Regions from separate parts of the Mus musculus genome. Here region 1 is linked to region 2. Evidence: chromatin contacts called from public HiChIP or PLAC-seq data. All regions are on one chromosome and are shown on one strand. The core of a region is the stretch at or near the end of the contact, and the rest is flanking DNA. Distances in the headings are between cores, read along the strand shown.

What was found. HiChIP or PLAC-seq counts read pairs in DNA pulled down with a chosen protein or histone mark.
Region 1: an H3K27ac HiChIP or PLAC-seq map of a colorectal cancer cell line shows a contact between it and region 2, with 3 times the contacts expected there. The contact joins two enhancer-like sites. A contact is called at or near these places in 1 of 15 datasets of contacts at CTCF or cohesin (CD8 T cells), 2 of 484 Hi-C or Micro-C datasets (bone marrow-derived macrophages and nephron progenitors) and 3 of 115 datasets of contacts at active chromatin or transcription factors (CD8 T cells, a colorectal cancer cell line and pancreatic cancer cells).

What each region holds. Positions count from the first base shown.
Region 1 is chr13:52,112,216-52,118,946 of GRCm38.p6, reverse strand. 4921525O09Rik (RIKEN cDNA 4921525O09 gene) reads right to left here. Exons shown (of 8, transcript NR_045061.1): 4 at 256-780. Among named protein-coding and RNA genes, the nearest start is that of 4921525O09Rik, 19 kb to the right of the region's middle. Within about 2 kb of position 3,841, at least 59 of the 459 cell types and tissues checked have an H3K27ac peak or open chromatin away from gene starts, as enhancers often do. A contact at or near this core is called in a colorectal cancer cell line and pancreatic cancer cells, where this site is marked.
Region 2 is chr13:52,000,127-52,006,280 of GRCm38.p6, reverse strand. No RefSeq gene overlaps it. Among named protein-coding and RNA genes, the nearest start is that of Gm40948, 80 kb to the left of the region's middle. Within about 2 kb of position 4,285, at least 48 of the 459 cell types and tissues checked have an H3K27ac peak or open chromatin away from gene starts, as enhancers often do. A contact at or near this core is called in a colorectal cancer cell line and pancreatic cancer cells, where this site is marked.

The DNA.
Region 1 (6,731 bases), core at 2,592-5,091, 110 kb before region 2:
CCCCTCCTCCCTCCTCCCTCTTTCTTCCCCCCTCTTGCCTCATTCCTTAGTCCCTGCTCACACCCTCTGCTCTCTGCTCCTGGCTCAACTTCCCCAGAGTTCACATTAGGGGGATGCAGAGGAAAAGCTCCCTCTCGGATCACAGACAGCATAGGGTCCGTGCCCTCTATACATGGGCCCATCCCGTCGGCAACTGGTCGTGCCTGTGCTGTGCTTCCCATGAGACCACAGTTCCCTCCCCTTGTTGTCTCTCACCTGGGAAATGTGCTGTTTTCCTCTGAGATAGAGAGGCAACAACATAGAGTGTGAAGCAAGTGACCAATCTGCACCCCACCTCCTTCCAGCCCCTTTGTCTAGTGGTGTGGGAGGCTGTGGGGGCCTCCTGGCTGCGGCCAGTGCTCACTGATGATAGAACCCAGTGACCAGTGATGGCTCTTCAGGGGATCTCCTCCTGTCGCTCTCCTCTTTTGTTCTCCTGTCCCGGGGAGGGTTCATGGAGATGATGTCATCAGGTGATGTTTCATTGGATCCCAAGTCAAAGCGGATCTCCTCCACAACATTGCAGCTGCTCACAGCATCCTCGGCTGCATGGTGTGGGGTTGGGTTGGAAGGACAGGCAGCACGGTAGGTCAGGTAAGCTGGGCCTTGAGCAGCCCTCCCTCCTTCCTTTCTCATCCACCTCCTGCAGTTGGTCCTTCCCAGACGAGATGAAAGTGGGAAAGAGGCAGATGGTAGGAGGACCTGTAGGGCTCATGTTTGAATGGCGCTTCACAAACTTCCCTGTTGGATGAAAAATGTGCCCATGGCTTAATCGGTATCTCAGTACAGTATATGTTCCTGTGACCTCATCAGGCTTTCTCTTTCCTACAGACTCCATGACTTTTTGGACTTTGTAGCTCACGGTGCCTATGGCTTCCACAATCTTGGCAATTGGAATTATTGGGGTGATCACTGGGAAAGCTGGTGGCAAGGCTTCATCACAGAGACTTAGCCATGGGAACCCCACGGGGATATCCTTTCCTCAGGACCTACAACAGACAGTAGGATAGAAGGGTTCCCCAGTTCTGACAGGCTTGGTGGTCTCAGGGGCCTGCGATTGGCTGGTGCAGATCTGAAAGGCTCAGTGTCTTGTATAGTGTAAACCCAGCAGCCATAGTGTAAATCAAGATGCCAGGACTCCACATGTCCATGGGGAGTCTATGACAGCCTGAGCCCTCCAATAGCTCTGGTGCTAAGTGAGAATGTGTGTGGCAGACTTCTTCTGAGATCTGGCCAGCAGTGACTTTTATGGCCATCCCCAAGTCTCAAAGTTCCATCATTTAAACACTGACTCCATCCCCCACCTATGGGCTCTAGCAACGAGCTCACCTTTCTGGGAGATCTGCCGTGGGCTCCAAGTATCTCAACCATTCTCGTCAGTGTTTGAGGCTAGGATGTCTCTGGTCCCAGGAAGTCACTTTATGAACCTTCCTCCCCAGCAGACAAGCATGTCAGTTGGCCTACCATCACTCACAAAGGCCCAAACGCAGCTTCTTGGCAAAGAAGGTTCAGTTGGGCTCACAGTTTTGGAAGCTTCGGTTCACACTCCACTCTTTCCATTGTTTGAGGCCCGAAGTGACACGTTATGGCCAGAGTATACAGTAGAACAAAACTCACTTCGCAACCAGGCAGCCAAAGGAAGAGGGTGGGGTGGGGGAGAGAGAATCTGGCAGGTGTGAAACATTGGGATTCTACAGCTCTCTCCCAGAGAATCCCTTCAGTGACTCAAAACGCTCTCACTGAACCCAGCTCCCAAAGGCTCTCCCATCTCAAGTGACAGACACAACTTTCCATGCTTGGGCTGGCTGGGCTGTTCTACAATCAAGCAAGATCAGTGCCTTCTGGGAGGATGGCTGAGATGCCCACCCTTGCTTTTTCCCTCCTGCCCTGAGCTGTTATAATACACTTGGAAGGCAGCCTGACAGCAGAGGTGACAGGGTTGTAGGAGAGCTGCCAAGGGCACGGCTCTCACTGGCACTATCTCTGAGATGCAGGCAGGCTCTTGGCCTGCTCCTCTCATAATTCTTTACCCACGGAATCCCACACAGCAGCTTTTGTAAAAAGCCGGAACACATCCCTCCAGGTCTTTTGCCTTTTGTGTGGCAAACTGTTTTATTTCCATTTCTTCTTCCCTTCAGAGTGCGTGACTTCCCCCAAATATGGAACCGGAGGTCAACTCTGCTTTAGACCAATGAAAAATTAGTTCCATATGTACGCTGCCCATGATTGAAGGAGCTACTACCAAAGAGTAGAGACTAAAACATCCATGAGCTGTGAAGCTGGTCAGCTGAGGATTCTCCTGGCTCACACGCAGTGCTAATTTCTACTTGATACAGCTTTCCCCTGGGAAGGAGGAGCTGTCGAGTCAGGGGATAGTAGTCTGTGTGTGGCTCCCGATGCCTGGGTGTGGAGAAAAATGCCTGTTTCTTAAACTCTCTATTCCCAGGACACACATTGCTTCAGACCCCCCTGAGTTCAATAGGACAGCTGGCGCCATAGCATTGGGCCACTCCACTGGGCCAGGAAGCATGAATTAAGGAAACAGCACACTTCCATTGGCCTAGAACCAATCCCAGGGACCCAGCCCAGTTTGATTTCATCCCCTGCATGGACTGGAGATACTTTACAGCACCCTCAGCTCCTCTAAAGACAAGCATAAGGAAGAGACAGGCAGGGAGTCAAAACACATTGCACAATGGGGTTGAAATATCCACATATACAAGTAGCTGGGTTTATACATTCATGATAAAGAGAGCTGATTGGGTGTTGAGAAGTGACCTGGTATGGAACACCAGTTCAAAGCTAACCCAGCAAATGGGCTGCAGAAGAGCTGCTCCCCCCCCCAGTCTAGTCTAGCCTGGTTCCTCTGACCCAAGGCTAGCCAAGGTCAGCCTCCCAGCTCCCAGTCTTCCCAGTATTTGGTCTTCCTAGCCTTGCAGCCCCCCACCGAGATTATCAACTCCCCTGAAGTGAGCTCTCTGCTGCTCAAGGCTTTGACACTTGAGTTCTAAGTCGTCCCTCATTCACCAGTGACACAGCCCACAAGGGGTGCTCATCAGACACCCTCGAAGAGCACTCCAAGTGGTCACATCTTGTCTCCAGTGTCCTTGACCTTCTATAGAAAGGACAAGACAGGAAGTGGAGGCCCCACCCTCGCAGTTTTGGGGGTGGAAACTGCTCCTTCGCACTAGGAAGTGACCTGCACCATGGAACCTCTCCTTGGCCGGGCTTCCCACTGGTGTGTACATCACCCAAAGTCCCTTGACTCCTGTCCCTTGTCTCTAATTGTTTGCTATCTTGAGCAGCTGCCAACCCCCAGAAAGCATGGCTTTTCACCAGGCAGGATCCCATGTGAACCAAATTTATGTCAGTAAGTGATGGTGAAGTTGTTGAGCTGCCCCACCTGGATTCCAAGCAGCGTAAAGAGTACTACGGGAGGATGAAGGCCATGCTGCCCAGTGGGATAGTGTGTTCAGGAGGGCAATGGAGACCACAGTGAGAAGAGGCTCTGGACTTCCTGAGCAAAAGCACCTCTGTCATGGGGAAGGCATATTTAGCCAGAGTTCAGATTCATAGGCAACAGAAGGGTGCCCATAAATGATGTGCTAAGACAACTTTGGAGTTTGGAAAACGGCATTGCTAAGATCCCTCGCTCAGTCACCCTGTGTGAGCACAAGCACGTGACATTTCTTCCTGACATGACAAATCCCTGAGGCAAGAAGGCTTATTCTGGCTCGCAGTCTGAAGGGACACAGGGCCTTTGTTGTGGTTAAGTCACTGCAGAAGGCATGGAAGGTATGGGTAATAGGGACAGGAAGCCAGCCGGTCACAACTGGCTGAGCCTAAACAGGAAGTGGTGCTGGGTTATAAACCTCAAGAGCCCGCCTCAGTGACTCATTTTCTCTAGCCAGGATCCACTTCCTAAAGGTTCCACAATATTCCCAAGTAACGTCCTCTCACGAGGAACAAATGTTCAAACACGTGAGCCTGGGGGACAGTTCACATCCAATCACAACAGCATCCCTCTCCCCAGCTCTGCTCCTCCATTTTATATACAGCATGTTTCTCTCCACTCAGGGGTTCAAGGCTCCCCGACAACACAGTTGGGCCGTGAGAGCAGAAAACCAAAGAGTAGATTTCAAGTTAGAACAGTCCATGGTAGCACATTGTTGGTAACATTTGCCAAGTAGAACTGAGGAGCCTCCAGGGAGGGAACACCCTTACCCCAGTGCCTCTCGCTGGAACCAAGTTCTGCAGAGGAGAACACTCTGTGCAGGGTTTCGCCTGCAGGCAAGTCACATCTTCCTGGCTTCTCACGTTTCCACCCAACAGCCTTTCCCTAAGAATGATTCATCCTTCGTGATCATATGCCAGAAAGATTTTACTGAAGGAACCCTGTTATAGCTGTCTCGTGTGAGGCTATGCCAGTGCCTGACAAATACAGAAGTGGATGCTCACAGTCTTCTATAGGATGGAACACAGGAAGCCCAATGGAGAAGCTAGAGAAAGCACCCAAGGAGCTGAAGGGGTCTGCAACCCTATAGGTGGAGCAACAATATGAACTAACCAGTAGCCCCAGAGCTCATATCTCTAGCTGCATATGTAGCAGAAGATGGCCTAGTCAGCCGTCACTGGGAAGAGAGGCCCCTTGGTATTGCAAACATTATAGGCCCATTCCCAGTACAGGGGAATGCCAGGGCCAAGAAGCAGGAGTGGGTGGGTAGGGGAGCAGGGCGGGGAGAGGGTATAGGGAACTTTCTGGATAGCATTTGAAATGTATATAAAGAAAATATCCAATAAAAGAATTTGGTTTGTAACTACAAAAAAAAAGATTCATCCTGTACTTCATCCAAAGGGGGGGGGGGGGACAGACACAAGAGCACGGAAGGGGCTCTGTGGACCCACTGTTACAAAGTGGGGCCCACCTGGACCTTCACCTGTACACTGGGGCAGGCTGCATCCTGGGAACCTATACTATGCAGCAGAAATAGGATTCCCTTCCTAGTTTTACAGGACCAGCAGAAATGACAGTTCCCACTCGGGAGCCAGCACTGCACGCTTGCCTCCTACCTGCTGCTGTTTATCTGCAGCCAGCCAGCAAGCTGCCAGCTCAGATGAGCAGGCTGCATGAGGACCAGGCAATTTCTCTTCTGGCACTAAAGGCAGAAAGGGAGGGGAGGAGCAGCCTAAGTGCTTTTGAGGCAGCACAAGCATGCCCGCGTGTGGTCAACGGCCCATGCTGTTAGCCACGGGAGAGACGTTTTGTACCAGCCTGTGCTCAGAATGGCTCAGCCCACTCCTGATCTGAGGACAATCTGGTCAGAGCACAAACCCTTGGTCTCTGTCGGTACCACTTCACTGGGAGTGGGCCCATCTTCCTCACAAATGGGGTTACTGCACTCTTCAGAGCCTGAGAGGAAAAGGAATGTTCTAGCTTGGGCTCCAGCTTCCTCTCCTCTCCCCAAAGCCCTGTAACCTCCCCCTCCTCTCTGTGCATGCATGTGTATGTATACTTGTGTATGTGCATGTATGTATGTATGTATGTATGTATGTGTGTGTGTGCCTGTGTACACGAGTCAATGATTACATGAATGTGTGCCCTTGTGTGTGCATGCACGGTCATGTGTGCAAGTGCCACGAGGCATATGGATGCCAGAGGACAACCTCCACTGTTAGCCCTCATCTTTCCCCTTGCCTGAGGCAGGGTCTCTTGGTATTTAGCACCATGGTAGCTGGCCTGACAGAGAGAGCTTCAGGGATTCTCCTGCCTCTCCTAGCTCGCCTGAGATGTGCTGCTCTTATAAATGCCAGCTACCACTACAAGGTTTTACATGGATTCTAAGGATCCAAACTTAGGTCCTTACACTCCAACTGTGTCCCCAGATCAAAGTCCTAATGGTACCTGTTTGCAAGAACGCACGTGAGTACACACACACACACACACACACACACACACACGGCCTTGACCTTGACCTAGGGCCCTTCCCCCTTGTGACCTTAGCACCTTCTTCTTTCACTGAGGGCTGCACCCAAGGCACCCTGTGCCTGCCTCTGCTCTCCTGTTTCCTCTGCTGCTCCCTTGCCTCTTACCTCACATCTGGATGGGAGGCTGGAGGCTTCCCAAAGATGCTCTGGGGCTCTTCCAGATGGGCAGTCTCCCAAATCCTTCATGTCCCCTGAATCTTTCTGATGTCATTCTTGCTCTTCGATGTCCTCTATCTGAGAGCAGGGTCTCTCTCCTCCCATCGCCTTGGCTCCCTGCCTAAGTAAGGAGTCACCAGTCGCCTAAGTCCCTGAAAACTCTAGTATCAACCTGAGTCTGTCTCCTGCATGCAGGGTAAACTTGGTGTGTGTCTTTTTCTAACAATCATTTTCTCTCCATGCAGTGGCTTGCTGCCACAAGAGCACCTTGGGGTTCCTCAGACCATTCTGTGATCCACCTGTTCATACATACCCTCTATTCCACCTCCATCTTACTACATCCCTCACATCTGCATGTTGATGTAGCCAAAGTAGCTTTGCATAGATGTGGGACCACTTAGCTTGCATTATGGGGGAAAGACTAGGTGTGTGTGGGGTGGGTGTATGTGTGTACGCACTCACGCACATATGTTCAGACGCACATGTGCATATCCTCACACAGCATACATATATGTGTAAACACACATGAATAAGTATATGGGAAAAGACAC
Region 2 (6,154 bases), core at 3,036-5,535:
CTAAGGATGTTAAACATTTTTTTACGAACTTCTCAGCCATTCAGTATTCCTCAGTTGAGAATTCTTTGTTTAAGTCTGTACCCCATTTTATTTATAATAGCCAGAAGCTGGAAAGAACCCAGATGTCTCTCAACAGAGGAATGGATACAGAAAATGTGGTATATTTACACAATGGAGTAGTATGCAGCTATTAAAAACAATGAATTTATGAAATTCTTAGGCAAATAGATGGATCTGGAGGATATCATCCTGAGTGAGATAATCCAATCACAAAAGAACACACATGATATGCACTCACTGATAAGTGGATATTAGCCCAGAAGCTTGGACTACCCAAGATACAATTCGAAAAACACATGAAACTCAAGAAGGAAGACCAAAGTGTGGACACTTCTATCTTTCTTATAAGGGGAAACAAAACACCCATGGAAGGAGTTACAAAGTGTGGAGCAGAGACTGAAAGAATGACCATCCCGAGACTGTCCCACCTGGGGATCCATCCCATATACAACCATCAAACCCAGACACTATTGTGGATGCCAACAAGAGCTTGCTGACAGGAGTCTGATATAGCTGTCTCTTGAGATGCTCTGCTAGTGCCTGACAAATACAGAAATGAATACTCACAGCCATCCATTGGACTGAGCACAGGGTCCCCAATGAAGGACTAAAGAGCTGAAGGGGTTTGCAGCCCTATAGGAGGAACAACAATATGAACTAACTCAGTACCCCCAGAGCTCCCTGGAACTAAACCAGCAACCAGAGTACACATGGAGGAACTCATGGCTCCAGCTCCATATGTAGCAGAGTATGGCCTAGTCGGTCATCAATGGGAGAAGAGGCTCTTGGTCCTGTGAAGGCTCGATGCCCCAGTGTAGGAGAATGCCAGGGCCAGGAAGCAGGAGTGGGTGGATTGGTGTGTGTGTATGGTGGGGGGAATAGGGGATTTTCAGAGGGGAAACCAGGAAAGGGGATAACATTTGAAATGTAAATAAAGAAAATATCTAATAAAAATTATATTTAAAAAGACACAAATACACATACAAGCATGCAGACACACATATGCTCACACACACAAGCATGCAGACACTTATGTGAACACACACACACCAACTTAAAGACAGAAATGCACACACAAGCACGCACACACACATATACATACACACACAAACCAGCTTGAAGACGAAAGTACACACACAAGTATGCAGACACATACATACATACATACATACACACACACACATACATATGCAGACATGTCTGTGAGTGTGTATACACCCACATACACATGTAGATGTACATGCATACAAAGTCCATACTCTCAAATAGGACCACCCACTAGGAACCAAGTATTCAACCACATGGAAACCTGTGGAAGAGAATTCACACTCCACAATGTGTGAACCTATCGCCTGTCGTGAAACCTTCCATAACCATCAGAGAGAGAAAGCAGGAGAAAGAAAACCAACTCCTGCTATCCACACCTCTCTCCCTAGTGCTTTGCGGGCTGTGTTCTACAGAATTCCTCCGTGGGCCTGGAATCACAAAGGGGGCACAAGGCTGACCCCACCATATGCTGACAGCCACCTCTGTCCACCCCTGCCTCCTCAGGTGCAGGTAAACACAAGCTCCATTGGCGTGGGAATGGCCCCCCATTCCCTTAGAAGCCCAACCTTGAAGCCATTTTGGAAAGATATCAAGGCTTCCGGTATCTGCCGGTTAGCCCCCAGCTGGCTGGTTTGAAAGCAGCTTTGAGGATCAAAGGTATTCTAGAAGGTAACAAGGCTTGAAGATCAAGGAGATTCACCTGTTCATCAAAGGAGAGGGGGCCTTTCCTGGGAGGTTCAGGCCTGTACAATGTTAACCACAGGGAGCTCTGCTTTCGGATGAATGTTCCACATGGCCAGGAAGCTAGAGAGGCTGGGGGCCTTGCCTCTGCCCCATGCACACTCAGTGTGTGACTAGGAAGCAGCCAAGAGGAGCCCAAGAGGAGGACCAGAGACTGAGGTTGTACAATGTTACCACAACCTTGTGTGGCTGTGGAAAAGTCAAAAAGAAGACACCAAGACTGAAGGGAAGAAAGATAAGGCAGAGGCAGAAGGCAGCCACATCCTCAGAAAGAGACAGCAGCACTGTATGGATAGCGTGCATGCACAGCTTGAGCTGGTTCCTGTGCAGGGAAGGCTCGCCCAGTTCTGAAAAACCGCTGACACCATGTCACCAAATAACCACAACTCCTTGCACTGTGTGTGTGTGTGTGTGTGTGTGTGTGTGTGTGTCTATTTTTTTAAATCATGGTGGAGAGGGACAGGGGACATGGATCTCCTTCTCGTGGAACACTGGGCTCATGAGAGCAAACTGCTTTCAAATACTGCCCACCTATTCCCATGCCACCCAGCCTTCCTCAGGGCCAGAATTCCCTCCTGTGGACAAATTTGGTATGTGGGTGTGTGGGAATTCAATCCATACCATCCCTTGCCTCTTGAGTCAGGCCGGGAGCATTGATCTCGTGGTGACCCAGACATGTCTGAATCATGGCATCGTGGGTGTGATTTGGCTCCACGGGTCTCCCACTTTTCCACAGCTATGCTTGATTTTCAGAGTCTCAAAGGAGCCTTCCTTCCTCCCCTCAGGGAGGCTCAGACAGTAGATGCTTGCTAATCTCACCTCACACCTTCTGATGCAGTTTGGGTATCTACTCTCACCTTGTGCTCTAATGGGGCCACTGTAGCACTAGGCTGCAGAAATGTCTGGTAATGGTAAAGAAAAAAGCAGTATCCCTCCCCTAGAGCCATCCTCTATATACACCCTGGGTAGCAGCATGAATGGCTGGGAAATGCCCTCCCCAAAGGAGCTGCAGCTGACACTGAGCATGCTTGAAACAAGCTCGCTCCCCTTCCCCCATCCTTCATGTAAAGGATTGAGGGAATTTCCCAGCCAACTATAGAGTTGGTGAATTGGAAGCCCTCGTTCTGTACAGTCACAGGGCAGGGGAGATGGCTCGGTTAGTAATATGCTTGCCCTGAAATCATAAAGACCTGATCCTCATATTAAAATATGTATCTGTGTGTGGTGGTATCTTCTTGCAACCCCAGTTCTGGAGAGGCATAGACAGGCAGATCCCTGGGGCTTTCTGGCCAGACAAGCTAGCCTACTGGTAGAGTTCCAGTCCCATTAGAGATTTCATAAGAAAGAAAGAAAGAAAGAAAGAAAGAAAGAAAGAAAGAAAGAAAGAAAGAAAGAAAGAAAGAAAGGAAGGAAGGAAGGAAGGAAGAAAGGAAGGAGGGAGGGAGAAAGGGAGGCAGGGAGGGAGGGAGGGAATCAAAATATGTACTGACAAGATGACTCAGCACATAAAAATGTTTGCTGCAAAGTCTGATGACCAGAGTTCAATTCCTGGGACCAACATAATGGAAGGTAAGAATTGTTTCTCACAGAGCATTGGCCTTTGACATCCACAGGTAATTCGTTCCATGGCCTCATACACACACACACATACACATATGCATTCACACAGATGCACACACATATATATGTGCATACACATATACACACATAAATACAAGCACACTCACATAAATAAATACTCAAAATTTTAATACACACCAGCATGCAAGTGTGTGCACACACAAAGAAAAACCCAAACAAGTCACTAAGCCATTGACATGAAAGAAATACTTTATCTTTTTCTAAAGCATGTCAGATCTGGCTCCAAGCTCCCACCGGCTTGCCAAGGGTTGGGGTGGGGGTAGCTGGTTTCAGTTGTATCTTGCGGTTCCTTCTTAGCTTCTTGCAATGTTTGATGCTCACACTGTCCGAGAAAATGAGGTACCAAGCCACAGTTGGTTTCCCTTCAAAGCAGCACAGCCCCTCCCAGTCCCCACCAGAGAGCCTGCAATCAGAGTTGGCAGGCCTCCTGGAACTCCCCGAAGCTCCCAGGTTCTTTCCTGGATCCTAACGACACCCTCCTTGTATTGAGCACAACAGTGTAGTGAGATGCTCATGGCTCACTGATGGATGAGCCCAGGGTGTGTTTACAGGCCCTTCATTCACTGTCCTTCCTTCTCATCCCAGTCTTCAGAGCAGTAGGCCTGTCACGGCCACGCCCTCCTCCATCCTCTGCACTTCTAAATATACGGGCTGGCAATCTACAACTCATTCCTTTTGGGCACAATAAAATCGCCCTTAGATTTCCCAAAAAACTTTGCTATGTAAGTGATCTCTTCAAATAACCGGTTGCTCGTTCCACTCCCTGACTCACTACAAGAACGTGTCAAACTAACCAAGCTCGTTCCTCGTATTTATGAGTCACAGATGTGGACCAGAGAGATCCCGGGGGGTTGGAAGGGCCAGCTCCTAAGAGTCTTTGATGGTTAGGGAAAGTGGCTTCCATAGATGGTAGTTCAAACGTTTTGGAGATAAAAAAGCACACGTGGACCTACTCCAAGCCAAATGCTTTGCTCAGTTTCTCTGACTCCTTATAGCCAACTTGCAACAGGATGCCCGGAATAATCTAGAAAAACCTCTGCATGGAGCTAAAGGGAAATAATAGACTGGTCGTGTTTCCTGGCTATGAAAAAATATTTGAGAAATTCAACAGAGTAGGGAAAGTTTGTTTTGACATCTGGTTTCACAGTCTTCGGTTCACAGTAGGCTGGCCCTGCTGTGCCAGGACCCGTGGCAGAGTGGCTCATCACACCCAGAAATTCACAGAGGCCACTTACCTTATGGCATTCGATAATCAAAGGGAAGATCAAGAAGACATCGGAGTCACAGCCCCAGTGACCTAATGTCCCTCTACCAGGCCCTGCCTCCTGAACCCTCCTCCAACCTTCCAAAGGTCCCATCAGTGAAGGGACAAGCCCTTTATGTTTGGTCCTCCGTGGGACGTTCATGATGCAGTCGTTACAGAGTCAGTGCTATGCCTCAGGGGTAAGACTAGAAGCTGAGCCCTCCCTTCACTAGAGCAACGTCTGAAACGTCTCTGTGCCAAGGCTCTCCCATGCATCGTATCACCTCCTATCTGCTCGTATCAGGTTCCCCATAGGATCTCACAACAACCAGGAGAGCCTGCATCTAAAGGTGTGATACATGGGGTACTCCCGGTCATCCATCATTCTAGATAGCTGAGACTAAACAGTGTCTCCAGGGTCTATAAAGCGCTTGCCACGAAAACACAAGGACCTACGTTCAATCCCCAGAACCTGTGCTAAAAAGCCAAGTGTGGCTCTGTCCACGTGTAACCCCAGTGCTGCAGAGGTGGTGAGTGGGGCCTCTCCAGAGTTCGTGGGGCCACCCAGCCTAGCCCAATCAGCAAGTTCCAGGCCTGTGAGAAACCCTGTCTCAAAAACCAAGGTGGACAGTGTCCTGAGGAATTATGCCTGAGATTGACCTCTGACCTACACACACACACACATATACACACACGCATGCACATGCACGTGCATGCACACACTCACCCATACAGAGACTATACCTCTATATCCGCAACCTAAAAGAGTCAGAGTGTTTGTGCAAAGGCTGAGAGTCCCTCACACACCTGCCATGGTCATGTTTCTTGGATATGTGTTCCACGTTTTGACATTTCACAGTCCCTGGAATCAGCAATGCTCTGAGTCACACACAGCTTAATAGAGTCCCCAGTAGACACGGTACTCATTAATTGGTGCTTTGAGGACATCCACGGATTTGTCATTAATGTCAAATTTGTCATTACTACCTTTCCCCAGTAGAACGGTCAGTGGTGGTGCTAGCAGATTTGTGTTACACTCCACGTGGTAGAAGTCAGCCATGTGCACTGGAGAGCCAGGTTGGCCCGCATGCCGCTTAAAACTAACACTGTTCACTTTAAAACACTTGGAGGTCTTAAGTTCAACTGAAACTGAGTTCATAAAACCGTGAGATGTGTTTTTTCAAACAGATGACTGAAGTCCAATTCATTGTTTTTCATCAAGCATTTCTTCCTACTAAACAAAAGCATGCCTCATTTATTTCTCCTAAATGGAGAACAAATTATAAGTCTTGACCCTTGGGAAAGTAGGAGGAAGCCCACCAGTGCATCAACATATGGGTCCTTCCTTCCTGTGGGTCACCTGACCCTGGGAGGCCCCTGGCTCTCTCCCTCTTTCTCCAGAGGTCCTTCAGTTCAGCCTTT